3 separate regions of the Mus musculus genome follow, and all the other regions are linked to region 1. Evidence: chromatin contacts called from public Hi-C data. All regions are on one chromosome and are shown on one strand. Each heading gives the region's core, a stretch centred on a gene start, on an enhancer-like site or on the middle of the called end of the contact. The rest is flanking DNA. Distances are from core to core; before and after follow the strand shown.

What was found. A called contact is a pair of places that touch in the nucleus more often than the background predicts.
Region 2: a contact with region 1 is called in a Hi-C map of liver, with 3 times the contacts expected there. The contact joins two enhancer-like sites. A contact is called at or near these places in 4 of 484 Hi-C or Micro-C datasets (cranial neural crest and liver), 3 of 115 datasets of contacts at active chromatin or transcription factors (astrocytes, craniofacial prominence and fibro-adipogenic progenitors) and 2 of 9 other capture datasets (embryonic tail and embryonic trunk).
Region 3: a Hi-C map of liver shows a contact between it and region 1, with 2.3 times the contacts expected there. The contact joins two enhancer-like sites. A contact is called at or near these places in 1 of 484 Hi-C or Micro-C datasets (liver) and 1 of 9 other capture datasets (embryonic trunk).

The regions. Positions count from the first base shown.
Region 1 is chr14:46,603,233-46,607,465 of GRCm38.p6, reverse strand. 4933425B07Rik (RIKEN cDNA 4933425B07 gene) reads left to right here. Exons shown (of 5, transcript NR_046460.1): 4 at 2,223-2,279; 5 at 3,149-4,233. Among named protein-coding and RNA genes, the nearest start is that of Gm41146, 21 kb to the left of the region's middle. Within about 2 kb of position 2,100, at least 21 of the 459 cell types and tissues checked have an H3K27ac peak or open chromatin away from gene starts, as enhancers often do. A contact at or near this core is called in liver, where this site is marked.
Region 2 is chr14:45,981,795-45,986,027 of GRCm38.p6, reverse strand. No RefSeq gene overlaps it. Among named protein-coding and RNA genes, the nearest start is that of Gm34499, 240 kb to the left of the region's middle. Within about 2 kb of position 2,372, at least 21 of the 459 cell types and tissues checked have an H3K27ac peak or open chromatin away from gene starts, as enhancers often do. A contact at or near this core is called in liver, where this site is marked.
Region 3 is chr14:46,015,739-46,019,971 of GRCm38.p6, reverse strand. No RefSeq gene overlaps it. Among named protein-coding and RNA genes, the nearest start is that of Gm34499, 200 kb to the left of the region's middle. Within about 2 kb of position 2,446, at least 18 of the 459 cell types and tissues checked have an H3K27ac peak or open chromatin away from gene starts, as enhancers often do. A contact at or near this core is called in liver, where this site is marked.

The DNA.
Region 1 (4,233 bases), core at 851-3,350:
CTTTTAGATATTGGAAATAATGCTGCTATAAAACCCCAGCGTGCTGGCCAGGTGGAGTATCTTCAGGCTGGATGGCGAGTTTAGGTGGCCAGTTTGGACATATTTCTTAAATCAAGTGGGTGACAACCAAATAAAGCTTTTTCCTCAAATGGAATGTACCCATGGGGTCTCTGGTGGTCTCAAAGGGTTAAATTGGATTGTAATCCCTTTGGTGGGTATAGCTTTCCCACAGGGAGAGTTTGGCTCACTGTAATCATGGCTGTAGGCATTGTTCTCAGGTGACACTGGCAGTCACTGTATTGAAGGGACATTTAAGATATCTTTCTCTCCAGGCAGTGCCCAGCCCATGGAAAGACCTTTCCATCACCAGCAAAATGCTCCAATACTTTTTTTCCCTCCAGGAGAACTGATGCTCTTTTCAAAATATGATATTTCCATTTTTACTTCATGACAGGAAAGCTTGACTTGTGTAACAAGAAGAATGAGCCTTTGGGGGCCGCCCACACAGCTCGAACTTGGGAGTCCCAGCCAACAGCTTCAGAGGGGATTACAACTCAGGATTTACCTTTGAGAATAATTAACCTTCTGAATGTCAGTGACAGTCCAAGGGCACCTTAATGACCATTGTTGTTTTAGTTGGAGTGACAGAGAGAGGTTTGAGAGAGCTGTCGCTTCTTAACAGAATCTAGGCAAAAGCATACTTGCTTATTCATTCTGAAGAAAGAGGAAACTATTGCATGCTTTTCTATTTCTACATTACATACAAAGAAAGGTACATATTTACTCAGTGCCATATCTCCAGGGCTGGCACAAGGGTGGGTTGTTTGTTTGTTTGTTTGTTTGTTTGTTTCAACACGAATGTTTGGTAGACATTTGTGCGTACCAAATTTAGCAGCTGCATGGCATTGCTATAAGAAGCCCCGGAAAAAAGAGTTTCAGAAGTGTTGCAAACAAACTTTGGGAAGCAAAGTCTGGTCAGTTTATGTGTTTTAAATATTCTTTTCTGAAGTTTATGTTTCCTTTTTAAACAAAGACTTCCCAACAAGCCACTCTTATTTTAAGAGACCCCGCCAGTAGTTACAGCAGGACGCACAGGCTAATGCCGAGAGTGTTATTAGTAATGACCGAGACCTTTAGCCTCCTGTCCAGAGTTCTGTTTTACTGTAGCGGACTCCAATGTAAACTCGATCATGTTGGGCTATTTAGTAACTTATTAGTGCATCCATCTTTTCATCATTTGACAGGTGGAAGTAGTAGTTCGGTTTTTAGTTTTAATTATAAGGGATTCCAGATGTAGAACGCCACACAAATGAAAACCAGAGCCCCTCATAGGTCTTTTCAAAGCAGGCTGATTTCAAGGTATCTGCTTTTCATTTCAAAACGTTATTAAAGCTATTACTAAGAAATTCATAGTCTTAGCCTGTTCCAATAATTGACACCTTTAAACTGACTAAACAGATTTAGAGTGTGCAGAAAAGTAAATTTGTCTTAGAGAATGACCCTAATCATTTATTTCCATATAATGGACAAATGGGTGTCCGTGGAATTAGCCTGAGAGTTGATGAATGAAGCCAAAGGCTCCCTTTTTATAACACTGTCTTGGCCTCACCTTTGTCTCTAATTAGATTTCACATATAGATACTTGCCATTTCAGAGGACTTAATGACCTACGTTTACCTGCCGTGGTTCCTCCATTCAATTTTTTTTTTTTTTTTGGTCCGTCAGAACCAGAAGCAGTTTATTTTTATTTTCTTTGATAGGTAGTTTTGGGGTGAAGTCCCAGTTCACAAAACTCCCCACGAGCCATTTCCCAGCTGGTTATTCATTGTACCTCTTCAGAAAGAGGTTGCATAAACAGCAGAAATTTCCCGTAATTAGGATAGCTAGCTGGGCTGATAAATTAGAGAAAGAACTTGTTTGGCATAAACCGAGCCTGGTTCTGAGGCAGACATGTTCAGCTTTTATTCTCTGGAGTGTGGTTGAAAGGGTGAGAAGTTAATTTGGCAGCTTCATGGTTCATAATGCCCTTCCCCTCCCCCCTCCCTGCAGCCCCAGTGAAGTCCGGGATTGCTTTGCGCCTGCCCTCATACAAGGCAGGACCGTGACCCAAAACGGAACCCGTCTCCCCAGGGCACGCTCCGAGCAGCAACAGCTTGGCTCAAGTGTTTCTTATGAACAGCCGTCCTGAGCACTTGATCTAAATCATGCCATTTCCTTCACAGCATGGCACAGTTAACAAGTCACTGCACCAACACAATCTACAGATGGCAGTTCAAAAGGTGCGGGTCCCCCCAGCAAGATAAAGGGCAGGCAGTTCCAAGGGGGTGGGGGGATGCTCATTACGGGGAATGCAGGGGTGGGGGCACCTAGGAAGGGGGTGTGAGCTGGCCTGCGGGGTCCTCGTGGGCGCCCCCGCAAGGGGGTGCCTAGCTTGACTCTGAAAAGGCATGCGTGAAACTAGGGGAGAGCCGTTATTGAAGTAAAGTGCAAACAGCTTGCAGAGGGAGGCTTGCCTTGGCCTGGGAATGTTCCTTTGCAGAGTCAGGGCAAGGTCTCTGGGAACAGGATACTGCACCCATATGCTTCTTCTATCACTCTCTCAAGTATAGGGCAATTTCCAGAGTGAACCCCGAGACCTAGGGTACTCTAGGCAAGCACAGGCAACTCCTGGCCATGGGAAAGGCCCAGATCCCATCCAAAGAGGGCTAGGGCCTCCCTTCTTCACTGGCCTGTGCTCCTCCGCAAATTACATTAACGCTAATGTCCAGCGAAGAATCTACGAGACATATTGGGCCTTTAGACTTCAAAACAAGCCTAAATTGGAACCATATTGCGGGAATGCTTCTTAGCTAACATTTATATTACTTTAGTTACCAAATCCAGACTAAGTCCCGGGACTCGGCAGGGGAGGACATAATATATTAGGAACTAAGAGGAGAGTGTTCTATTCTTTTATAACTGTACAAAACCTTCCCTCACACTAGCGAGGAAATGACTACAAGGCCTTAAAATGAGGGTAGATAGCCCCCCACCCCAAGGCTGGGCCCCCATCACGAAGCTGCTCTGGAGGGTGAATGAAGCCTTCACTGGGATCTGGTATCAGACAGGTAAATTATAGACCTTCAGCTAGACTCCCTTCCCTCTGCAGGCATCAGACCCCAGCTGTATCTCGGAGTCTGGATCGGCTGCCAGTATCAACCTCTGTAAGCAAGTCTCTTAAGGAACTGGCAAGATGGTACCTGCCAAGTGTGTGAGTGCTAAGGAGAACGGTATGCAGTGAGAGCTGCTCCTCTCTGAGTTCTGCGAAGAGCTAAGGGAGATTTTTCCTTTCTGCACTTATTTCAACCAGAACACATCATTTGGGAGCACATTCCAGCAGCTCAGAAATTTCACCGGTGCTACTGTTTAAGAGCAGGTTGATGTTGTGGCAGATACAATGATCAAGGACCTCACAGGAAGGATTCACATCCCAGATAATGTCTGAGAGGATTCTGTTGCCCGACCACTGAGGTGGAGGCTGGATTGGATGTCCCTGCCGTTCTGGTCCCACCCTAAGCTCCTCTCATTTTCCTCGGTTTTTCACAGGACCCTAGCTTCCACCAACAGAGAAAGGTTGCTGGGGGTGGAGGGTAAAGCCGATAATGATTGATTGGCTGGACAGTTTAAAGATCAAGCTGGGCCTAGTCTCTGTTGGGTGAGGATTTCAGGATGGGTTTTTCTCAGTAATCTAGAGACTATACCTGTTGTCCTTATCAAATCCCTAGGTATCTCATCACACAAGGACACCTGAGGTCGTAGGGGAAAAAACACATTCATATAAGCGTTAGGAAGTCTCCCCTTGATGTTTATTCCCACCTGGTGTGACTTGGGTGTGACTGGAGGAAAGCATCAGTTATACCGTCATTGAAAAATAATTAGAGTCTCAAATTACACCAGTACCTTAGATTGCCACGAGGGAACTCCATCTAAGCTTTGTCACCTCCCATCTTTATCCTGTTTGCTATTTTTACTGGGACATCTACAGAGATTATCATGTGATCATCACTTGATGCTGAAGCGGAGACTGGTTTAAATGGTTTAAAGCAGAGACTGGTAGACTTGGGGTGAAGTCCTCATGCCAGTTCATGAAAATTCCTGATGAATCAGCACTGACTTTGTATCGATCGCTATAGGAAGACAATGTGATCGCTGGAGTGTTGGTTTGACTAGCTCATGCTGGCTTGAAGATAGAAA
Region 2 (4,233 bases), core at 1,123-3,622, 620 kb after region 1:
CATTTAAGCTATTATTATTTTTAGTAATTCCTTGAGGTTACCTCTATAGATACGTTTTAATAAATTCTTTACTTTGAACTCCATATTTATGAAAAATCACCCTTTCAACTGAAGTAGAACTAATTCTTACCAGCGTAGTATCCCCACATATGCTCATTCTTCTATCTCTCTTTAGAAACAGGGAAAACAAAGGCTTGGAGTTCTGTGACTCATTCAGATGAGCAGCCCAGTGACAAAGCACGGACTCCAACCCAGTCCTCTTACTCTGACTTGATTTTCTTTCCCCTCGACGTCTTCCTCAAACACTAAACATCCAGCACCAGCCTCTACCAGCTTCTCTTCATCGTATAATACAGAAGAAACTAAGCCAAGTGACAGTAGGTCTCTATCTATGGGGATGTGTGGAAGAGCAGACATGGATGCAGGCTCACCATTATTCATCCATAGACAGCGGCCTCAGGTAAGGGCTGCCACTGAAATGATCCGTTTGAGGAAAGCACTGGATGGGCAGGGCAGATTTGATCCAGGTTGCAGGACCCAGAAATGCTTTGAAATGTGTCATCTAAGCATGGGTATGGACAGGTTCAGAAGGTAGCTTGGTGTTGATTCTAGGAGAGTATTCTTTTGTTTGTTTTCCTTTCTGTCAATGTAGTTGTTTATCAGAATGTAGTCTACAACTGGCAAGAGGTCTCAGTGGGTAGACATGCCTGCTGCCAAGCCTGAGTTCCATCGCCAGGAACCACATGGTGGGAGGAGAGAACCAACTCTCATAAGCTGCCTTCTGACCCCCCCACACACACACATGCACACACACAACCTAGCACACGTGCACACATACACACACATACACTGTAAAATACTGTAGATTACATACACTTAGAAAGTTACTTCAGATTTAACAAGCCTTCAAACATCAAATGCATTGTATCAGCCCTCTGCCTAGGTGATTTTTGTGAATAAATCTGTGTCAACAGAATGTATTCATTTTATTTTAGCGCATTAAGGGAAGCATGGTTTATTTGTGTGGATCAGACAGTTGAAGACTGCCGTAGACCCGTGGCTGGCAGTGGTGGAATTGCGACTGAAGACCCTTTCCTCTGCACGGCCACCCCAAGATGTCTTTACAAGTTTACTACTTTAAAATCCTTTTTATATGCATGGATCAAGCTGGAAGGAGGATAAATGCAAGGTCATGAACTTTCAGAATGCTCCTGCACAACCAGTGTCGACCCGAGAGCTACAGCTGCCACACACTGGGGATCCACTCGCCAGCTGCTATCGAAACTATGATCGCCAGGCTGATGCTATCAGGCAGCGCCCCACAGATAGGATCGACAGGGCATGCGCACACGCTCCTGTCTTTGGGGAGAAAACTAGAAACACCTGGATCGTGTTAGCTCACTTCTGCCCTTCTGCAGCTGGCTTTTATGCTTTTCCTCTCTTAAGGAGTTGACAATCTGGGAAAATCTTGATATTCAGCCAAGAAGACAAGAGCCTTTCATTTTGAGCACAGACATTTCTCTGTGTCCTGGCAAAGCAATAGGGAGAGTGAGATGGAAATTATTCCTTATGGTGTAAAAATAAAAATGTGGACAATTAAAAAAAAAAAAAAAGAAAAAGGTCTTCAGAGAGCACGCAGTGGATGCGGTGCTTGCCATGTGCTGTGACGACCTGGTTCAAGTTTTCAGCACTCACAAAACGTAGGCGCCGTGGCACACTCCGCAGTCCTATGGGGAGACGGGATGAGAAGCAGAGATGGAAGCTTGCAGGCCAGCTAGCCTGGCACGAAGAGAGAAAACCAACAGGAGATCCTGTCTGAAACAAGTTGGGATGTAAGCACTGGCACCCAAGGGTGTCCTCACCTGTCCACCTTCATATATACAAAAGTGCGCATGCATATATAAACACACACACACATATACACTCACACACACACACACATGCACACACACACATACACACTACACGCATACACACACACACATACTCACAGACACACACACACACACACACACACACACTCCTAAACCATCATTTTCAAATAACAAACATTTCTCCTTTTATTCTTCTTCCTCTCTCTTCCTCCACCCCACCCCCACCCAGACCCCTTTGGTCTTTTGAGCCAGTCTCACTACAAAGCCCAGGCTGGTCCTTAATTCACTGATAGACCAGGCTGCCCTCAAACTTGCAGTGATCCTCCTGTCTCTGTCTTACAGGCACGTGTCACGGAGCCTAGCTTATGACTGTATTTCATAATAGCTTTGGTAAGTGGTGCCCAGTAAATTTGAGTGAGCACTGTGCCCTGCCCAGGGCTGTCTGCTGTGTGGGCCCATAGCTGGGCCTCCTCTCCGTGACTCCCCAGCCTCTCTCAATGGAACACTTGAAAGTCTCACTCCAAGCAGAGGGCAGGAGGCCAGGGGTGGAGTGGCCCCGCTTACTCTGTAGTACACTACTTTTTTCTGGTTGAAAAACTTCTGATGTCAAATTAGTCATCAATTTAGGTATTTTTTTCCATGAGCCTGCACCCTGGATTTCTGGATATAACTCATGGATGTGAAATAATCAAAGCAGAGTACGAGCCAGAGTTTCCACAACACAAACAAAGCCAGAAGAGTTTAGAACAAAGTCCACACTAACCAAATACCACTGCCCTACCCAGGCTGGGAGCCGAGAGCAACCACACTGTAAAGCAGAACACGAGGCCCCTGCCCCATGAAGATGAAGAGTCAGAGGGAGTGTGAAGCAAGGACTCTTAGGCTTTTGATGATCAGGAACAGGCCCAGGTTTGTCCCTGGGTTGGTTGTGAACTTCCAGCAGCCATTGTCTTACTCGTTCTTCACCCAGCCACAGAGAGAAGCCAAATCCACTTGCTGCCGCTGTCTGAGCCGCTTGGCCAAACTGTTACAAAATATGCAAAATAGCAAATGTGGGGAGGGAAAGTAGCGTACATACATTCATTTCCCATCGATTCTAGCTCAGTACTGGTGGGCAACTAAAGATGTAGAGCTAGATGTGTCTCTTATTCATAGGTCTTTTGGAGGACTGAGGCTGTAGCTCAGCAGTAGAGCACTTTCCTAGAATGCAGAACGCACTGAGAAAGCAAACGCATTTGTGAAGTTCCTTTCCACACAGGCAATCAGGTGGGCTGTACACTGGATCTACCCAGCAGTGTATTTTAATCATTTTGCCACACTTACAAGTTGCTTTTGATTAGTCAGTGGCCAATTCATGAAGGACAGGCTCCGTGCTGCACCTCATTCTTGCAGTGGTTCAAAAGTTTCCTCTATCACTCCTGACCTTCCATCCTTCAGTTCCACCCAGACTCTAACTCTGACTTGTCTCCTCTGGGCCATTGTGCAGGTGGCCCTTTGACTTTATTGGCAGCATTCCTGGGTGCTGCTTTGAAAACTCTGTCCTGTCTGAGATCCGATGGAGTAGAATCATACTCTGATTTCTCTACCTCAGGGCACCAGTATGGAAGTTTCTTCTACTCCCTCCCCAGTCGTAATATTCAGGACCCAAACTGCAACCCTGGTCTGGGAAAGTCCTGGTTCCTATGGAGATGGGGTGTGGAGTATGAGGCCTGCTGTTACACCATGGTAGAGAGGCTTGCTGCCTTATAAGAGTGTCACCCCACACCATGGGATTAAGCAGAAAGATTACTTTCCCTCCCTGTGATGGTTAGAAGAAATAAAGAGACAACTAGTGAATAATTACAAAATATGCAAAACAGCAAATGTGGGGAGGGAAAGTAGCGTCAGGCAACTGTTGCTTTTTCATTTGTGTCTGTGTGTATGCACGTGTATTCATGTGTGTATATGAATACGCATATATGCATGTACATGTGTATGCATGTGGATATACATGTGTCATATGCTTGTTTACATGCATGTGTGTATACATGTGGATGTATGTGTGTGTGCACATGTGCATTTTGTGTGTGCATGCATATGCACACATGTGTGTGAGTGCTTGCACATGTGACCTCGCGTGGTGGCCAGAGGCTGACATTGGGAATCTCCCTCCACCTTGTTTTACAGAGGCAGGTCTCTCATTGAACCTGGATTTCTCCAACTTACTCAATTGGCTGGCCAGTGAGCCCAGCGATCTGCCTGTCTGTGTCAGAGACACACTCTGCCAGCCTCTTATATGGGGAGCTAGGATGTGAACTCAGGTCCTCATGTCTGTGCAGCAAGCACCTTTTCCAGAGAGCCAATTGCAGAGCTGTCTGTT
Region 3 (4,233 bases), core at 1,197-3,696, 590 kb after region 1:
CATAAATCAGAATGTCAAATCCAAAACACATGACTTCGTGCAAGTTCTCCATGTGCGCTCTAATGTGACTACAGCCTGGTTGCTATTATGATTTAAAACAAAGTCTTTCATGCTAGAAACAAAATGCGGAATGTGAGCCGCCTGGGGGAGAGAGCTGTGAGCTCGCTAGCGACAGAGTCCTTGCTGTCATTGAGGTGGGCTACAGTATTTCAAGCATGGCTTTGTCAGGTGTGAGGGAACAAGAGGATACAAGAGGAAGCTTGGCAGAGATCTTCGCATGAGGGACGAATTAGCTGGCAGTGTTCAGTGCAGCTTGACAATCCGAAATGAGCTGCATTCGCCTGCCCCCACCCAAGCAGAATCCTGAAGCCAAACACAAAGATTACAGAAGTCTCCCCTTCCTGCCCATCACATAAACAAATGGCCCAGCTGTTACTGCTAGGATCCCAGTTTTAAACTTGGACTTTCTTGTATAAACTTCAATGTAATGGTATTTAAAGTGTCATAGGCAATAAGCATCTAATCCTGCTCAATAAATTGTAGGCTCGTTGCATGAACTCCTAGAGCTGTTAGAGACAGCTGTGCTTTTTTTGTAATTTAAGTCATTCCCAAACCAGGCAGCTCTCCAGGTGTGTTTTCAGACAAACAATGTACACTAGGAAAAGTGACGTGCTGAGTCTCTAGGCAGGGGGAGAGACACAAAAGAGGAAAACCTGAGGTTTAACATGGAAAAACTCAGGGGTCCTGACCTCCCTGAGAGTAATACAGGCCCACCTTCCCTCCCTCTGCTAGGTGAATGGGAGGCCAAATACCTTTGCCAGCACAATCACTATAGTTAACTGTTGGGTCAAAGCCATCTTCAAGTACCAGGAGGGAAAATGACCATTTGGGGGTTCTCAAAACAGAGCCATCAACTTCAAGAACGAGGATTAAAAAAAAGAGGGAGATAGGTCCTCTCTCAACCTCGGTAATAGCTAAAAGGATGGGCCCCATGGTTTCTATTCCCATAGTGGTTTGGAAAGAAGCCCTCAACAGGACCAGAAGAAATTGTAAGCAGGCTTCCTTTAGTTCACCGTCATCACATAGGCCTGCAATTGGTAATTATTAACAATCAAGTGGTAATTACTTCTCAGTCATCACTAAGCGGTAAGTGAATCCTCTTCAGGTGCGTAAAAGCTTCAAGGCCGTATAGTAGTTATTCTATGACTAACTGGTACGCCTGAGTACAGACTCAGGCCAAGAAGCTGCAGCCTGGGGTTCTCCCGAGCTGTTCACTGTTGGTGTTGGCTGATTCAATGAGGCCACGGAGAGGTTTGCCTCCTGGAGTCCATACCAGAACAAAGAGCTTCTTACTGCTTTGGTTTCGCTCGACGTGCACTGCACCTGTCTGGTCTCACCCGCTCGCTCTCTGCACTGTTATGGTGTTACTGTGTGTTATCTTTCAGGCTAAATATATTTTGTGTCTGCCTCGCTGTCAACAATGCAGAGAACATAGAAAAGCAAGGAAGCAGGGAGGATTCTCTGGAGACCTTCTGGGGTGGGTAGAATTTCCTCATCAACAGGCCAGTCCTGAAATGAGTCGATTCATCTTAAGGTTCTGGAAGGCCACTCAAGCTCGCAGGTGGAAGGGGTCTCAGGCTTGCTACAGCTCAGGTGGACGACTGGGAGCTATACCTCTTGCCCCAACAGAAAACTCTGGTTCTGTGTATGAACCCCGACCTGGCACACTGTCCTGAAGTTCAATTCTCCTTCCATGGCCCTGGCACTTGTAGGGCAAAGCCTGGACTTTTATTTAACCTCTGGACTTGCCTTTTCCGGGGTTTCGGGTAGTACTCCTGTTGCTCCTCTCTGAGAATCCAAACCTCAGCAGAACACTTTATGTGGAGGGAGTGGGGTAGGGGCGAAGGGGAGGGATAAGACCATGGTCCACTTATTTTTCAGTTCATAGAGCAAAAGCCCTCAGGCATTACTCAGTTTTAAGAGGAAGCTCAACAGCTCTGCATAGATTAAAGACCAAAGCAAAGAGTCTAGAAATAACTAATCTCCCGGTGTCACTTCAAACAAGTGTGGCATACCAGATATGTGTTATCTGTCAATCAATGAGACCTTCAGCTAGCCAATCAATCCCGTTTCTTCCCTCGATGCAGCTTCTAAAAGCTTACCAGAATATCACCAAATCCACAGATGTAGAGTTCAGAAGTCATTCACCCAGTGCCACAGGTAACATTTTTAAATACATGAATAACCCCACTGAGATGCTGTTTAATGTTTTGAGGGGAAGAACACGCCCCACAGATCAGAATGGTGGGTTTTTTTTTTTTATTTTCAGCTAAGAGCTGGAGAATGAAATTATTAAAGCCATCTTCTGTTCTACTTTAATTCTCACCAGCTTTTTGTGAGTTTACTTTAACAAGTAATGTTTGATTGAATTCAGGCCTGCTTTTGTTTACAAAGTGAACGAGAGCCAGCAAGTCGTGGCCTGGCTAATTTGCACATCCACTGGCTTGGTCTCCTCCCCTTTAAACAAAAATCTGGAGTTTGTGATTTATTGTTGATTTGGTTAGCTCAAATGATTTTAACGGTTAAAATTTAGCTTCCATGCCATCCTTGAGATTTCACCAACAGCATCCAACTGATTTCACTTTGCTGTATGAGGCAGAGCTGACCTCCCACTCAAAGAGAGAGAGAGAAAGAGAGAGAGAGAGAACTAAAAGAAAAGCACATATTACCTCCCAACTTACCAAGATTTCAGATGCCAACAAGAGCTGAGGATGAAAATTCACAGATGGAAAAAAACAAACTCAAGGCTGTAAATCCACCATTGTAGAAACTAAGCTGGTTTATCTGAAACAATGTCCTATCAGCATATTGGTACAATAAAAGGGTAATTGTCGATACCAGCTGCGTCCCTCTGTGTAATTAGCAACCATCATCCTCTGACAGCTGGATAAACTAGAAGTTCTCAACCCCACTAGAGTGCCAGAACCTTCCTGGAGGCCTATTCCTAGGCTGAGAGGCTGCCTGAGAAGTGCAGGGTGAATTCTATATGAACACAAAGTCCCCCCCAGTGGCTCTAGAGATCCCTGCGTCCACACTAGCCTATCTTTGGCTGTGTTTATGCTGCCTTATCTAGTCCCTCTCATCTTCTTTCTTGCTTAACCTCTCCCAACTCTATCAGTATGACTTTTGCCCCTTATTACTTGTGTGTAATATTCTCATGCATCCTGCTGTTGGGACTTGCTTCACGTGATTGTTACACCCTGCCAAAGCTGCTGGACTCTCATAGACCATTGCATTCCATCTTCAGTCAATTTCTGTTCTCCCAGCAGTAAGACAAGGCTCATCCCCAGCCTTTTCCACCCCCATGCAGATAATCCGCTAGCTCTTTGATCTAGCCCCCTTCCCGCAGTTTGCTTCCTTCATTGCGATCTCTTTGGAAATAATAAGAGGCTGACTCCATCGCTGCAGCATTAAGGGGATGATGATGGGCTTCAAGCGGAAACAGTGCACATCTCATTAACCCTGGTTCTTCAAAGCCCAGCCTAGCACATAGCATGTGGCAGATACTTAAACATTTGTTCATATCTATGTGAACATCCAAGTCAAATTTGCTTTTGGAGACTACTTTATTGACCTAGTACTTTTCAGAATGCATGTTCATCCTGTATAATCACAACGCCTTAGAAACGGGGACTCGCCTGGGTTCTGCTGAATCCGGGGAAACAAAGGTCATGAAGAGTTGCAATTTTTCCAAAGTTAATGGAGTTGGAAAATGTCAGGTGAGCCACGAGTCAAGGTTGGTTGATTTGTTGTGGCTTGTGTTTACTTTTATCAACTCATAAATAAAATAATGCAGTCTACTCCTCCCCCCCAGGGAGTGATGCCTACAAAATACTTTCTGAAGGAGCCCAGATACTTATAACCTGCCTCTTCTGGTGTTCTCTCTCTGAGTCTAATCCTTGGTAAAGTGCCCCCTCCCTGCACCCCACGTCTGACTTGATTTTGTCAATAGTAGTGGATTTCCTATTATGAGCTTTGCAAGGTAATTCCTACACTAACTACTGAGCCAGGTCAAATTCCACAGGTCTAGAGTACAGTCCTCTGAGAGGATGCCCTCCCTGTGGACACCCAGCCACAAGCTCTGAGATTATCAGGCCACCTGCATTTCTGATTAACCAGCTATCAGTCCCTGGATTCCCATGTCTCCTCCAGGACCAGCAATTCAACTGAACA